Linked DNA regions of Mus musculus: region 1 is linked to region 2. The links are chromatin contacts, called in public Hi-C maps. All regions are on one chromosome and are shown on one strand. The core of a region is the stretch at or near the end of the contact, and the rest is flanking DNA. Distances in the headings are between cores, read along the strand shown.

What was found. Hi-C and Micro-C count contacts between places; a contact is called where the count stands out from the background.
Region 1: a contact with region 2 is called in a Hi-C map of liver, with 1.8 times the contacts expected there. The contact joins two enhancer-like sites. A contact is called at or near these places in 1 of 484 Hi-C or Micro-C datasets (liver) and 1 of 115 datasets of contacts at active chromatin or transcription factors (embryonic stem cells).

What each region holds. Positions count from the first base shown.
Region 1 is chr2:169,925,917-169,933,179 of GRCm38.p6, forward strand. It overlaps a transcript of Tshz2 not described here. Among named protein-coding and RNA genes, the nearest start is that of AY702102, 34 kb to the right of the region's middle. Within about 2 kb of position 2,340, at least 31 of the 459 cell types and tissues checked have an H3K27ac peak or open chromatin away from gene starts, as enhancers often do. A contact at or near this core is called in liver, where this site is marked.
Region 2 is chr2:169,391,927-169,398,653 of GRCm38.p6, forward strand. It overlaps Gm14250 (predicted gene 14250), which reads left to right. Exons shown (of 4, transcript NR_166154.1): 2 at 2,513-2,695; 3 at 3,413-3,598; 4 at 4,954-5,365. Among named protein-coding and RNA genes, the nearest start is that of Gm14250, 6.2 kb to the left of the region's middle. Within about 2 kb of position 5,330, at least 18 of the 459 cell types and tissues checked have an H3K27ac peak or open chromatin away from gene starts, as enhancers often do. A contact at or near this core is called in liver, where this site is marked.

The DNA of each region.
Region 1 (7,263 bases), core at 1,090-3,589, 530 kb after region 2:
AGGTTAATGGGTGTCTGCTTTATGTCTCTCATTTTTAAATGTTTGCCATTGTTTTTATTTTTTCTGACCCAAATGTAATAACTGTTCTTTCAGTTTATTTAGCCATGCTGTTGTTCTCAGCCTTGGGGGCGGCGGTGGGGTCGTGGTTATTCTTGATCTAACCAATTCTTCTCCACCTCATCCCAACCCAATGTTGCTTTCTTAACTCCCCCAGTTGCTAGATAATGAGTCAATATGGGCTCACCGTACGATGTGCAGAGGCCACCTGAAAAGCAGCCAAGGATCCTTTGCCCTAGCTCAGCAAGCCAGCACACAGTACTACACTCTGAATTTTGGCCACGTGTCCCCACTCGCTGGCAATCGTGTAAGCCTGTGATGAGGTGACTACAATTTGAAGTTTTTATTTGACCCCTTCATCTGGATACCAGCATCACTCCCAGATTCCGGAGGACAGTCTTTTCTAAAGATGACATAGGGCCCGTCACGGGATGGTGTGTTCCCCAACATGATTGTGTAGTTCTACTCTTTAAAACTTTATCTTAAAAGTAAACTAAAGAAGGAAAGGAAACCAGAAACCCAGGCATGGTTTCCTCTCCCAGGGTGTATGCCTCTGCTTCTCTCGGGCTGTCCATCCTTCCCTGCCAGCATAGGGCAGCTGTAAAGGAGCCGCTGTGCAAAGCCATGCCAAAGACACTCTGAAAATGTGTTTATAGCTCTCTTACTACAGCCAGCAATTGCAGAGTTTCTTAAGAGCCGTCCCCATGAACCCTCAGTACCTGTTTTCATAACTTCCCACAAGGCATGTACACTTCCGTAGGCTTGGTGACATAGGCAGTGTGTGTGTGTGTGTGTGTGTGTGTGTGTACATGTGTGTGTACATGTGTGTGTACATGTGTGTGTATGCACAAGTGTGTGTATACAATATACACATGTATGCATGCACAAGTGTGTGTGTGTGTGTGTGTGTGTGTGTGTGTGTGTGTGTGTGTGTGTGTGTGTAGGGAGGGTGCTCAAGTGTTGGCCCCCAGGAAACATTCCGGAGGGCCTCCTGCCAGGGCCACCTCAGAGCTGTAGCTTGGCTAAAGCACTTCCATCTCAGCATACCTCTTAAGGTTACAAGAATCATAAAATCGTTCAGGACATCTTGTTCCCTGAGTGCCTTCCCCTTCCCACCCTGATGGCAGCTCTTCAGACCCCTTGGAGGAGGTAGCTTCTGATGCTGATGTGACTGAGACTGGAAGAGCCGGTGTCTGCTCATTGGCTTCATCATTTTCATTCCAGTGGGAGAGCGCACACGTGTGCACAAGTGTGTGTGGAGGCCAGAGGTCAGTATTGGGTGTCTTCCTCAATCACCCTCCATGTGTCTGTGTCTGTGTCTGTGTGTGCACATATGCATATGCATACGTGTGTATGCATGTGTGTGCTCATATGCATGTATGTATGTATGTGCATGTATATATGTATATGCATGTGTGTGCTCATGTGTGTGTATGTGTGCTCATGTGTATGTGTGTGTATAGATATCCATGTAAGAGAGGGGGGAGAGAGAGAGAGAGAGAGAGAGAGAGAGAGAGAGAGAGAGAGAGAGAGAGAGAGAGAGAGGCTCTCAATGAACCTGGTGCTTGTCAGTAATTCACTAGACTGGCTTGCCAGCAAGCCCTGGGAATCATCTTGGCTTCACCTCCCTAAAACTGGTATTCCAGGCCTTGGCCACCCTAACCCAGTTTTCCCTGCCAGTTCAAAAGAACTCGGTTCTTCAAGCACCTATGGCGAATACTTTGCTGACTGTCATCTTCCCCAGCCCCCTCTCCTCATTCTTCAACTAGAACTTAAGATTAACAAACTCACACACATAGATCCTGGGAGAGAAAGATGAATTACAACAGCGTATGATTTGTACTGTGAGGCCCATTTCCATCAAAATGAGATCCATTCCTTTTGAGTGCTAGCTTCTAAAACTTACTAAAATAATAAAATAAAGTCATTATTTGCCTCAAAACTTACATAGAAGAAAGATTGTTCTCCTTAGGTGAATAACATCCGCAGAAGTCGATACACTTTTGATGAAACCATGAACTTGATTTGCCGCAGATAAGCTCTGTGAATCAGCCCATGTCCTAACCAGTCATCAAGCGTGTGTTTGCGATGAACACCGTGGGGGACATCTTCTCAGGACTACACAGAGGAAAGGGGAAGGGAAGGAGAGAGATTGTTGGCTTCCTTCCACTGTTCTGGAGGAAGATGTGCTGTGTGCTGTGTTTAGTCCTGGGCTAGGAGGAACTGCACCGAGGGTGACTCTAAGGTCAAATAGAAATAAAACCACTTGGAAATCAATCGGGTCAAAGTTAGCCATCCTAAATGGCAGTGTGACCCTGGGTAGGCCACTGTCCTTCTCTGAGTACTGTATACTTGTATGTGGGAAGATCTTGAGTCGGAGCTCAGCCTGGGCTACATAGTGAGACCATGTCTCCTGCTAATGACACCTCTCAGATTGTATATTCTCAATAGCTGATCCTCCCTGCATATCCCCCAGGGCCAAACCTCCCATATTTGCACAGAGCATGCTTCAGTCCAGAGCTGCAGCTGTAAAGTGGCAACAGGGAAAACTCTGCTGCCTACAGACGACAGGCAAGTCTTGTCTTTGCACAAGAGCGACGTTTCCTTTCAATGGGTACCTGCTTCTCCTTTTATGGTTACTTAGTTGCTTAGCAACATTAACCTTGCTAAAAGCACAGAGCCATCCTGCAACCTCAACTTTCATGGAGTGTGTGTGTGTGTGTGTGTGTGTGTGTGTGTGTGTTAAAGGAACCGTCTATTAGGAGAACATTCACCTTTGTGGCAGCGCCATTTGAGGGAAGGAAAGTCTATATTTTAAAAGGTTTCCCAGCCAACGTGAATACGTCTCCCACTTAGCACTCAGAGATGAGCGTATCATAATATTTAAATCAGTTTTGAGAACTCTCTTGGAAAAGGAAAAGGGGGAAATCCCCTGGTGGAATAAATACCCAGGGAGGCCACGGGAGTTCATTACCATAGCGACTGAGCTGGCAGGCTGCCCTGGGGAACCCACAAGTGCCAGCTTCCACCTTCCTTGTGTAGATCATGGAAGTCCTGACCGGATACCGCTTGGCCTCGTATGAAGCGGGAGTGGCAATGCCAGGGTCCACACACTTCAACTTTGGACATGGCCAAAGGTTTAAAGATCAGGACTGGGGCAGAACTCACCGAATCTGTGTTTCCTCAATGATCGTAAAGGGTTGAGGGCAAATAACAAAACTATATGAGGATTGCTGGGCTGAGGGAAACCCTGGCAGGCTAGGGATTGGCTCAGTTGGTAGAGAGCTTATTGAGCATACCCAGGGTCCTGACTGGATCTCCATCGTGCATTAACCAGGTGAGGTAGTGCACAACTGTAATCTGAGCACACGGGTTGTGGAGATTGAAAGATCATAAGCGTCGTTCTTGGAAGTGTAAAGAGTTTGAGGCCAGACTGGGATAAGAGAAACACACTGGGGAGGGGGTCTGGACAAAGTCTCCATAGAAATAGTTTTGAGCTTTATTTTGCCTTTATTAATCTAGTTTCAGACAAGCATGGTAATGATCAAATTTTATTCTCTGGTGAACTCAAAAGCATGAGATGGAAGCTTTCTGTCTTAGCAAACACCGCGACACTGGTAATAAATTTTCTGCAGCCTCGACAACTACTGTCTCCACAGCGTGGGCGTGTTGGTGGGGCAGTGGATGTTAACAGTATTTCTGGAACTTTCTTCATGTCGCCCTGGGATGATGCCTCCAGACAGTGTTGGTTCTGCTGACAGCAAGAAGGTCAAGCCCCTCCTGAAATGCAGGGAAACCTAACAGAACCCTTCCTCAGTCCTGCTGAACCTTGCAGTGAGAACCGCAAGCCTTAGGGGTGGGTTTCCGTGATGTCGACTAATAAATGCTCATTTCCATAAAATTTACATGAACAGAGGAAAATCTACCTCTTGCTGTGCAGGAGCTCCATCTCATTACTCAAAATAGCTGCAGAGTAATCAATGGAGCCACGCCCCCTCCTAGAGACGGGCTGTGAGGTCAGAGATAATTTCCCTGGGCTCTTCAAAGTAAGTAGCCCGGCCTCTGCAGCTCTTTCCAGGTCTTGTCCCCTCCCAACCACAGGTACCTTATGAAACAATAGTCTTCAGATTCGTGGCTGCAGTTTCGCCGTTTAAGACAATAGACTTCAGATTGGCAGCTGCAGATTCACCTTTTAAGACAACAGACTTCAGATTCGCAGCGGCAGTTTCATTACAATAAAGGCACATAGCACAGGCTACAGGGCAAGTAATTGATAAAACTTTTAAAATACGTGCACAGGGGCCAAAGGGACGGCTCCACAGTTAAGAGTGCTTGCTGCTCTTGCAGAGGACCTGAGTGTAGTTCCCAGCACCTGTGTTGGGTGGCTCAGAACCGCCTTTAACTCCTGCTTCATGGGATCCAACACCGTGTTTTGGCCTTGAGGGAGGGGCACCAGCACACACGTGGCAGATAAACGCATACACATAAACAGAATTTAATTTTTTTTAAGCACACAGAGACAGAACTGCGTGTGCTGGTAGACATTTTTAATCTATATACTTGGGAGCTGGAGGAAAGATGACAAGGATATCCAGGCCGGCCTGGGCTATTTGAGACTTTGTCTCAAGGAGCCAAATAATAAATGAAAATGAAATATAGACAGAGAGGGCTGGAGAGATGGCTCGGAACTTAGAGCACTGGCTGCTCTTCAGAGGACCTGAGTTTGATCCCCCAGCACCCACGTGGTGACTCGCAGCCATCTGTGACTCCAGTTCCGGGAGATCTCACACTCTCCTCTGCATCTCTAGGCAGCAGACATGCCTGTTGTATAGGAAGAAAGGTTTGGTTTTTTTTTTTAATGTTCTCAGACAATATATCCGATCGTGTTTCTCCTCTGCCAACTCCTCCCAGATCCTCCCTACCTCCCTACCTACCCAAACTTGTTTTTCCTCTATCAAAAATAAATATAAATAAATAAATAACCAAAACGATGAAACAAACAAAACCCAGTAAGACAAAAATGCCAGAAGAAAGCAAACAAACAAAACACTAGAGAGAGACTATTTGCTGCCTAACTGCCCTGGGGATGGCCCTGGAGTGTGCTTAATGTGGCTCTCCGTTGTGAGAGACTGATTTCTTTGCCTTTGTCAGAGGGTTTCATGTAGCTTCTTAGGTAGGGCTGGGACCCACTCCTGTCTACATTTCCCCTTTTCAGAAACTGTAGAAATGGAAACAGTTTCAAAACTGAACATACCACAGAGAGACGCAGCAGCTACAGTTCCAATAAGCTCTGCATCCACTTGGCATTTTAAATTACTTTTAGGCAATGGGTGTGGTCTGCTTTCTGGAAACTTAATTGTTTGATCCAAGAAGGTGTTTTGCAGCCCAGAAAATATTGCTTCATATCCCATCTTTAAAAAAAAAAGGCACTTACACATTTGTGTGTGCCTACTCATCTATGGGTACACCGTGTACACAATGGTGCCTGCAAAGGTGGGCAGCCCTGGACAAACTAGCTATCTACAATAGCCAAAGCTGCAAACCCCACATCCAGCAGAAACTCTGCCTCGGTAAATAATTGGAAAGCAATCAAAGAAGGCACCAATGACAATCCCTACCCCTCAATACATGCACACATGTGCCCTCATGTACACTCACTAACATATCACACACACACACTGTGCACACATACACGAAAGGAAGAAAGAGATGTTTTCAGGAAATATCCATTATCCACCTCTCCACCTGGTGCCCTCCTGAAATATCTGCGAGTTTTACAAACACTTAGTTCTTCTTAGTGACTTTGCCTAGGTAACAGAAACCTTTTAGTATTATGGGTGAGAACCGAGAGCTAAGATCAGCTGCTTGGAATTCGCTGCTGTGAGGTCTTGGGTAAAATAAGAAATCTCTGTGGTGTTCTGTTACCTCCATCTGTGAAAGGAGGAGGAGGAAGAGGAAGAGGAGGAGGAGGAGCAGGAGGAGGAGGAAGAGGAGGAGGAGGAGGAGGAGGAGCAGGAGGAGGAGGAAGAGGAGGAGGAGGCTACTCTGCAGGACTATTGGAGAAGTTACATAAACTGAACGTGTCAGAAGACTTTGGGCAAGATTTGCCTTGAAGTCTGTACTTCCTGCGCATGGACTGCCAGTTCTGCAGAACATTCCTCTCTCACTTCTACCTCTTAGCAGCATTGAGCGCTTCCCTGAGACAACCCGAGGTAAACATGGCCCTTTTCCCTATGAGTTAATCCTTACATGCTGCCGCTCAGCTGAGATCCACACTGAGCAGTTAGACAAGGTGGCAACGTGACTCTGAACACCTCATGACTCAGTTTCAGGGTCTTCTGTGCTTACTGCACTGTGATATTGAGCATCTTTATGGTGTGATATAACTGGACACCCCTCAGCTCCCTGTGCCCTTCTGTGTCACCTGCTGTCCTTTCCTTTGGCAAGACAAGACAAGATGGGAATGAAAATGTTCCCTCTGTCTTAACTCGATGAGCTATCGAGTTCCTTGTCTCAAACCACACAGCACAGATCTGGGAATAAACTTTCCAGGATGCCCTCTGGGGGCTGGAGAGAGGCCTCAGTGGTTAAGAATATCGGCTGCTCTTGCCAAGGACCCAGGCTTTATTCCCAGCACACACATGGTAGCTCACAACCATCTGTAACTCCAGTCTCCAGGGATTTGAAACCTCTTCTGGCCTCCATGGGCAGGACACATGTGGTACACAGATATATATTTAGGAATGTGTGTGTATGTGTGCGTATCATACATCATATATGATATGTTCCTTCTATCATATATATATGATATAGATGACATATATATTATGTATGTGAGTATATATGAACATATATGTGTATATTAAATGTGTGCATACATACATACATGTATATATGCATATAGACACACATGCATGTCTGTTATATATGTATATGTGCTTATATGTGCACATATATGTATACCTATATGTGTATATACATATCTGTATAATATATATGCATGTATATTGTAAGTGTCATATATACATATATCATATGTGTGATATATGCTATGTATGTATATATGTGCATATATGTATACATGTGCATGTGTATATACATGTGTGTGTAGATCTATGTGTGTATATAATATATATACATGTATATCGTATATACATATACACACATATATTATACTCCCTGAATCTCACTTTTATTTGTCCCCAG
Region 2 (6,727 bases), core at 4,080-6,579:
ACAAAACAAAACAAAACACCGGCAAACAGACCCTCCAGTCTTTAGAGTGAAGAATAAATGTGCAGGCAGTGGTCAATAAATAGGAACAGAAATAATAATCACTGCCGATAGCTGATAACTCCAAACTGTGTTCATGATTTGTGTGCCTTAGCCGTTAAACATGTTCCCCTAACTTTTTTTTAACCTCCATTCTCTTTTTATATTTTATTTATTTTGTGCCCCACAATGAGCGTGTGGAGGCCAGAGGACTGTTCGTGAGAGTTGATTCTCTCCTTCCACCATCTGGGGCCCGAGCATTCAGCTTAGGTCGTCATCAGGTTTGGTGGCAACTGACTTGGCTCACTGAGTGTTCTTGCTGATCCTTCTCTAAATTCGTTGAGGGGGTTGGTGCTAATCCTCATCTTTCTGGAGGAGGAAATGAGAATATCGAACTCAACTCTACTACAACACCGGCCACTGGCTTTCAGTTATGATGCTTTTTGCCTCTCCTAACCCCAGACTGAGGGGACCCTTAGCAATGGCTGGATGCATCTCATCTAAGTGTCTAGATCTGGAGGGTATCACAGAGAGGGTCCAGTTTCTTCTTCACCTAGGACAGAGGTCTCTGGCTCCATTCTTGTATCTACCTTTTGGAAGTCTTACCTAATGGCTGTGGATGAGGCTCAGTCAGGAAAGCGCTTGTTTTGCAATCAAAGACCTGAGCTTCAGCTCCAGCTCCATGGATGGGAAAGTTGGGCATGGTGGGGCTCGATGGTGAGGAAAGCTGAGGCAGGCAGATGCTCGTGACTCCAAGTTCCAACCCAATGAGAGGCCCTGTGTCAAAACAAAGTGGACTGAACCTAAGGAATCACCCTGAGACTTCCTCATGGGGTCTATACACAGGTGTGGGCCTGTGCTACACAGACACACGAACTCAAAGGTGACTTCATTTTCCCCTGTGGCCACCAGTTCTGCATTCTACATGTCAGTGGGTCACCATGGCCCTTTTGGTGGACTTTCAATGTGACAAACAGGAAGCAGCCTTGTCCAGGGTGTGGTTCAAGCAGGCAGGCTCCTTCATCTTCCTGCTATCCCAAGTCAGTCTTGTTCTGTCAATAGAATTTCCTATCCTCAAGAGTGAAGACACGCAGCAAGAAGACAGCAGGCACAACCAGCTTTCTCCAGACCTAAGGCATGCTTCTGACAGATGGTGCCCATCACTGCAGACGCTGTGTCAATGTGTCTTTTACCCCCGCCCCCTTTGACTGTCTCTGGCCTCAAGCCCGATTCCTTTACTTACTTTCCAACTTCTCTTGGATGAGCACCTTCTTTATCTGGGGGCCATAGCAAGCCAGTGGCCATTTTCCTGATGGACATCTTAGGGCTGTCCTTCCGAGGGGTAGAATCTAAAGCTCTCCCTTCTACCCGCATGAGAGTCTCAGAACCCACCCTGTGTCTGTTTCTACTCAAACACAGCAGGTCCTCTGAGAAAGATGCTGTTGAGAAAGCAGGAGCACACGGCATCCTTTAAGAGATCTCTCTGAGTTCCGAATTCTCCCCGACTAGGCAGCTGGGTGTCTCTCCGGGTTCTGGGAAACACATTTGTGACCTCTGTTGTGGATCAGCACCAACTGAGCTCCATGCTGTGGGGTTGGTGTGGTGCCAGGCATCTCCCAGGAGCCACAGAAACATAAGGACAGACTATTCCCTCACAGACTCTACCCTGAGATTGGGGAAATGGGACATATGCACGCACTTGGAACGTGAAATAATCTTAATAAATAAATAGTCTTAATAAATAAATAAATAAATAAATAAATAAATAAATAATCTTAATACAAAGAGGGAAAACATGGTAGCAAGCAATAAATGCAAAAGGTAAAACTGATTTTTTCAAAAACTTTACATGCATTTATTCATGTGAGTGTGTGCGTGTGTGTGAGTGTGTGAGTGTGTGTATGAGTGCGAGTGTGTGTGAGTGTGTGAGTATGTGTGTGTGAGTGTGTGTATATGTGTGTGAGTCTGTGTATGAGTGTGTGTTTGTGTGAGTGTGTGTGAGCGTGTGAGTGTGTGCATGTGTGTGTGAGTGTGTGTGAGTGTGTGTTTGTGAGAGAGTGTGTGTGAGTGTGTGTGTGTGTGTGTGTGTGTGTGTGTGTGTGTGAGTGTGTGTGTGTGTGTCTATCACATGGCCCCAAGAAGACAAAATACCAAAAGAAAAATAAAATAAAGTTTGCAGGTAAATGAGCGGAGCTAAAACGGAGCATCCTGAGTGAGGTAGCCCAGACACAGAAAGATAAACATCACCCGTCTTCTCTTGCATGTGGATGCTTAGCATTAGGTATGGGTGCCACAATCCAAACCATGTCAGAGGCCACAGGGGATCTTCCAAGAAAGGAGAAATAGAATATTATAAGGAGATAAACTGTGAGGTTCGAATAGGAGGCTTAAATCGGGAGGGCGATGGGAGGGCATGGTAAAGGCAGAATATAAGAAGGGTCCTTTAAAAACATCTTTTTTTTTTTTAAATATTCAGCCCACTGCTCAGGAAGAAGACATTTCTGTAGTCAAGCCCATTCCGAAGTCTTTGTGCAAAAGATGGGGTTGGAGAACAGCGGTGCATCCTAAGAGAAGTGGGAGCGTTAAGGTTTGGATGTGAGGCACTTCAGGTGGCTCAGGGTGAACCGTCAGTGTGAAGACTGTGGCCACACGGGCAGATGTGAGCTTCAGAGGGCAGCAGGCAAGGCTGGGGTGGGTTTCAGACTGAAATGTCCCACATGGGATCTGAACTTTATTCCACAAGCAACAAGGAGTTGCTGTGATTTTATGCCACATTACACAACTTCCTACCAGCCTTCAGTTATAGCTCTCATCCAAGCCGTGCTCCTTATGGCAGACATAATTCCCTGAAAGAAAAGTCATGTGACCATGGAGTCCCCTCATTTTAAACCAGTAGATACCTTTCAGAGGAGCAGAGCCCACATTTTATTCTATAGGGTTTAGTGTGTGCAAGTCAGGGATAGAGTCAATAATAGAGGACATTGACACCATCGTTATAGCTGTAACACATGTGTGCAAAAATCAGATTCCATATAGACATTATGGGTAGTATCGATATTGTGATGGAATTCAGCATTTGAGCATGGCTGTTGTTGTTTTGAAATCAGAGCAATGGTGTGTAGCCACAGGAGACCCTCACAAAGTTGGACCAATTTCCTGAGGCAAAGAGGGGTGGGCTCATAATGCTCACAAGCCCACTTACTTCCCCTGAGACTGTAGAAGTGGGTAACAGCTGTTGGTGGAGGGAGCCTCATTAGTCCATAGAGTGGATGCCCAGGTCACACAAGTGCCTTTAAGTAATTTCAATCAGCTCATAGGTTCACCATAGACTTGGCCAGAATCACTTGCTTTGATCTGTTATTTCCCTCTCTATCAGAAGCAAATAGAAGTAGACACCCCAGGAAAAGACACACAACCGACATGGAGCTCTCTACAGAGGTGCGTTTGTTTATGGTGGAAATGGTCTCCATAATTACGGAAGCCGGGAAGTTCTATCATCTGCCACTTGCAGTTTCAGACCCCAGGCATGCTGGTGGTGCACTTGTAAGGGATTTTGAATGTGGTGAGTGCAAGATGTGGGTCCTTGAGTCCAGAAATCTGGGGTTCTGATCTCTGAAAGCCAGAGCATGGGTAGCATGTTTGGGAGAGAGTGAATAGTCGAGCCTCGAGCTGTTATTTGACTGTGCCCTCGGTGGCCTTCCTAACGCTGACTCACGTTGGCCAAGATGTTTACCTCTGCTGGGTCCCTAGATATCAGTGATAATTACGTGGAACTTCACCTCAAGTGGTATTGTACAAGTTACATGGGTGTCTTTAGTCATCACAGGGCCTTGGGTCATGTAGCCCCTTCCTGAGTGTAGTCGTCTTTGTTCCCAAATTAGTTTTCTCTTTGGAATACCTGTTGAGGGCCAGATCTGCTGAGGCTTTCCCTGGCATATGACGAAGGATCGTAGCTCCTTCTCTAAGACCAGGAACCTGCTTGGCACTAGACCTAGTTTGTGCACGACCTCCAACCCCTGCTTTTCCCTTCCTTATCCTTTCCAGCTCCTTACACCTCCCACTTAGGAGCCTGAGGTCAGCTCTGCATCTTGTTTCTGACACAGGCTCCTTGTACTTTGCTCAGCCTCTTGCTTTGGTTCTTGTCATCCTCCATTGTCTACACAAAGATCTCAGCTCCTTCCACCTCCTAGAGGTGTCATGACACAGTTGGGGTGTGTTCTGCATAGTTCTTAGCACTGCTTAGAATTAGCCTATTTATACTCTTCATTAGCAAGTCAGCCTGAATCATTAGATTTCCATGGGGGTCATCACTGGGAGGCAGCTGCCATCCTGCAGGTGAGACAGCACTGTGGGTCTTAGGGTGATTGCCATAGAGAATAATAATCACACTGAAGGGCTCTGAGAGGTAGGTTTCTTGGTGATCCTTTGGATGTGGGTGGCAAGACAACGAGAATAGAGACTTGGTGCTCCTTCTAGAGTCTCTGGTGTGTAGGGGATGGTGGGTGGGTCTCTGACTCACTGGGATGTGTTCCTGAAAGGATGGTGAGTATAGTTTTCCATTGAGACAAAGTACTTGGGCGTTACTATCTGCAGAGCTGTCACTTGGAAAGTAAAAGCGAAGACCTGGGGAAAGTAGGTCAACTTGATGAGGTGGCACACTGTAAAGGGGGCGGAGGGAGTAGGGGAGGGAAAACATGGAGAGGCAGCTGAAGGAGGAAGATGAGGAGCAGGAGGAAGGGAAGGAGGAAGAGGAAGGGGAGGAGGAAAGGGAGGAGGAAGGGGAGGAGGAAGGGGAAGAGAAAGGGGAAGAGGAAGGGGAGGAGGAAGAGGAGGAAGGGGAGGAAGAAGAGAAAGAGGAGGAGGAAGAGGAAGAGGAGGAAGAAGAGGCTATTAATTTTCTTTTCCAAACCCTTTCAGACAACTCTGTGCTCCATTCCCAGAAGGCTCATCTGCAATCCTAGGTGTGAAAACCAGGGAGCAAATCTCAGCCTTGAGGCTGGTGGAGGTGGGGAGGACTCCTGGAGGTGGGGAGGACTCCTGGAGGTGGAGAGGAGTCGGAGCCCAAACACCAGGCTTTAGCTTATGGCAAATTAATGTGTTTAAGGAAAGAAACAAGCAAGCAACAAAACCAAGAAAAGCCTTACAAATTATGAAAAACATCTTGAGGGATGTGTTAAAACTGTAATGGACTCTGGATCCCCAAGAGGATTTTAGCTGCAGAAAGCACGCAGGTTGCTCAACCTCAAGGTCGGCATAGGAGGCAGATGGGAAGATGTGGCAATCCCAGGGCTTATGAAACTTGGATAAAGCATGAGGCGGCTTCCCACTATTTGGAAAGAGTGGCTGGTCTTTGTGGGGGAAAAGGAGTTTACAGAAACATCTAAAAACAGCCCTGTGGCACATTTAGCAGGAAGTTTAGTGTGTGTTAGTTTTTGTTTATTTGTTTTTTTTTTCCCCTTTCATGGAGAACTTTGGCAAACGGGGACTTTGATCACTGAGGCAAGTTTTATCGCCAGGCTAAATCTCCTTTCCCTCCTTGCTACATGGTAATCGTGCAGAGATGAGAAGGTGAGGAGAAATGGCCTTTTCAGACACCGTAGCTGCCTGTGATCCCAGAGGACGAGGGCAGCTTGCTGTTCGGTTTGTAAATATATCCCAGAAAATGGAAAAGCTATAAACATACACATAAAGAATGAGGAGTCTGATTAAGAAGTGAGCATTTATATTTTTACTAGGTTTTACTTTTAACATAAAACATCTTGAAAAAAGTTTTATGATTTAGCATTTATGAATGACTAGATTTTAAGAGAATTGTAATATTTTTTTTAGGGTATTTCAGCGCCATGAGTTATTTCTTATAGATTCAGATAATGACATTATAAATCTTTCTGTGGAGACAATTACTAAGGCAGAAATGGCCTAGTCCCCATTGGCTTTCGGGTTCAGCTCACTGACATATTACAAGCAGGCTTACTGTGGTCATTAAAACCCGATCCGGGATTTATTGCACCTCTTTAAAGTCTCAGTACTTTGAGAAGTATCGAACAGGAAGGAATACAAAGTGAAGTTACAAAGGGGAGCAGCCAGGCAACCATGGAAGAAGCGGAATGAATTTCTCCACCCAAGACCATCACAAGGATCATCAGAGAACCTGAAACTGGAGCTGGAGGGTTTGAAAGGGGGCAAAGTTGGCTGACTAAGGCATCCCACAGGGCAGAGTTCCAAGGGGGGATGGCAAGTTAAAGGGAGATTGGCATGAGACACCCCACAAAGGGCAAGGTGTGTTTGGATGCTTTCCTGGGGAGTGGTCCACACTGGAGGGGTGTTCCCATCGTCTGTTCCAGCAGCCCACCCATCTGAGAAAGCAGAGGGCTTTATGCTCTGCGTGGATGCCAACAAGCATTTTCTCGGGGGCGGGGGGGGGGGGGAATAGAGCATTACCTGCTCTGTCATTCTCTTTGATTGATCCCTCTGTTCCACGAATGGTATCTGCCATGTTTTTCAAGAAACAGATAGCTAAGCCATATTCAAGTGTTGACTTAGCACAAAGGTGTGAAGTGAGAGAAAGGAGTGGGTGCCAACTCATCACCAAGGAGGGTGAATGTGTCCCAGGCATCACCAGGAGGGCAGCCCTTCCTGGAGGAGAAGTGTGGCTTTCACCCCTAACCAGAACGTAAAGTGGTGTCTAGGA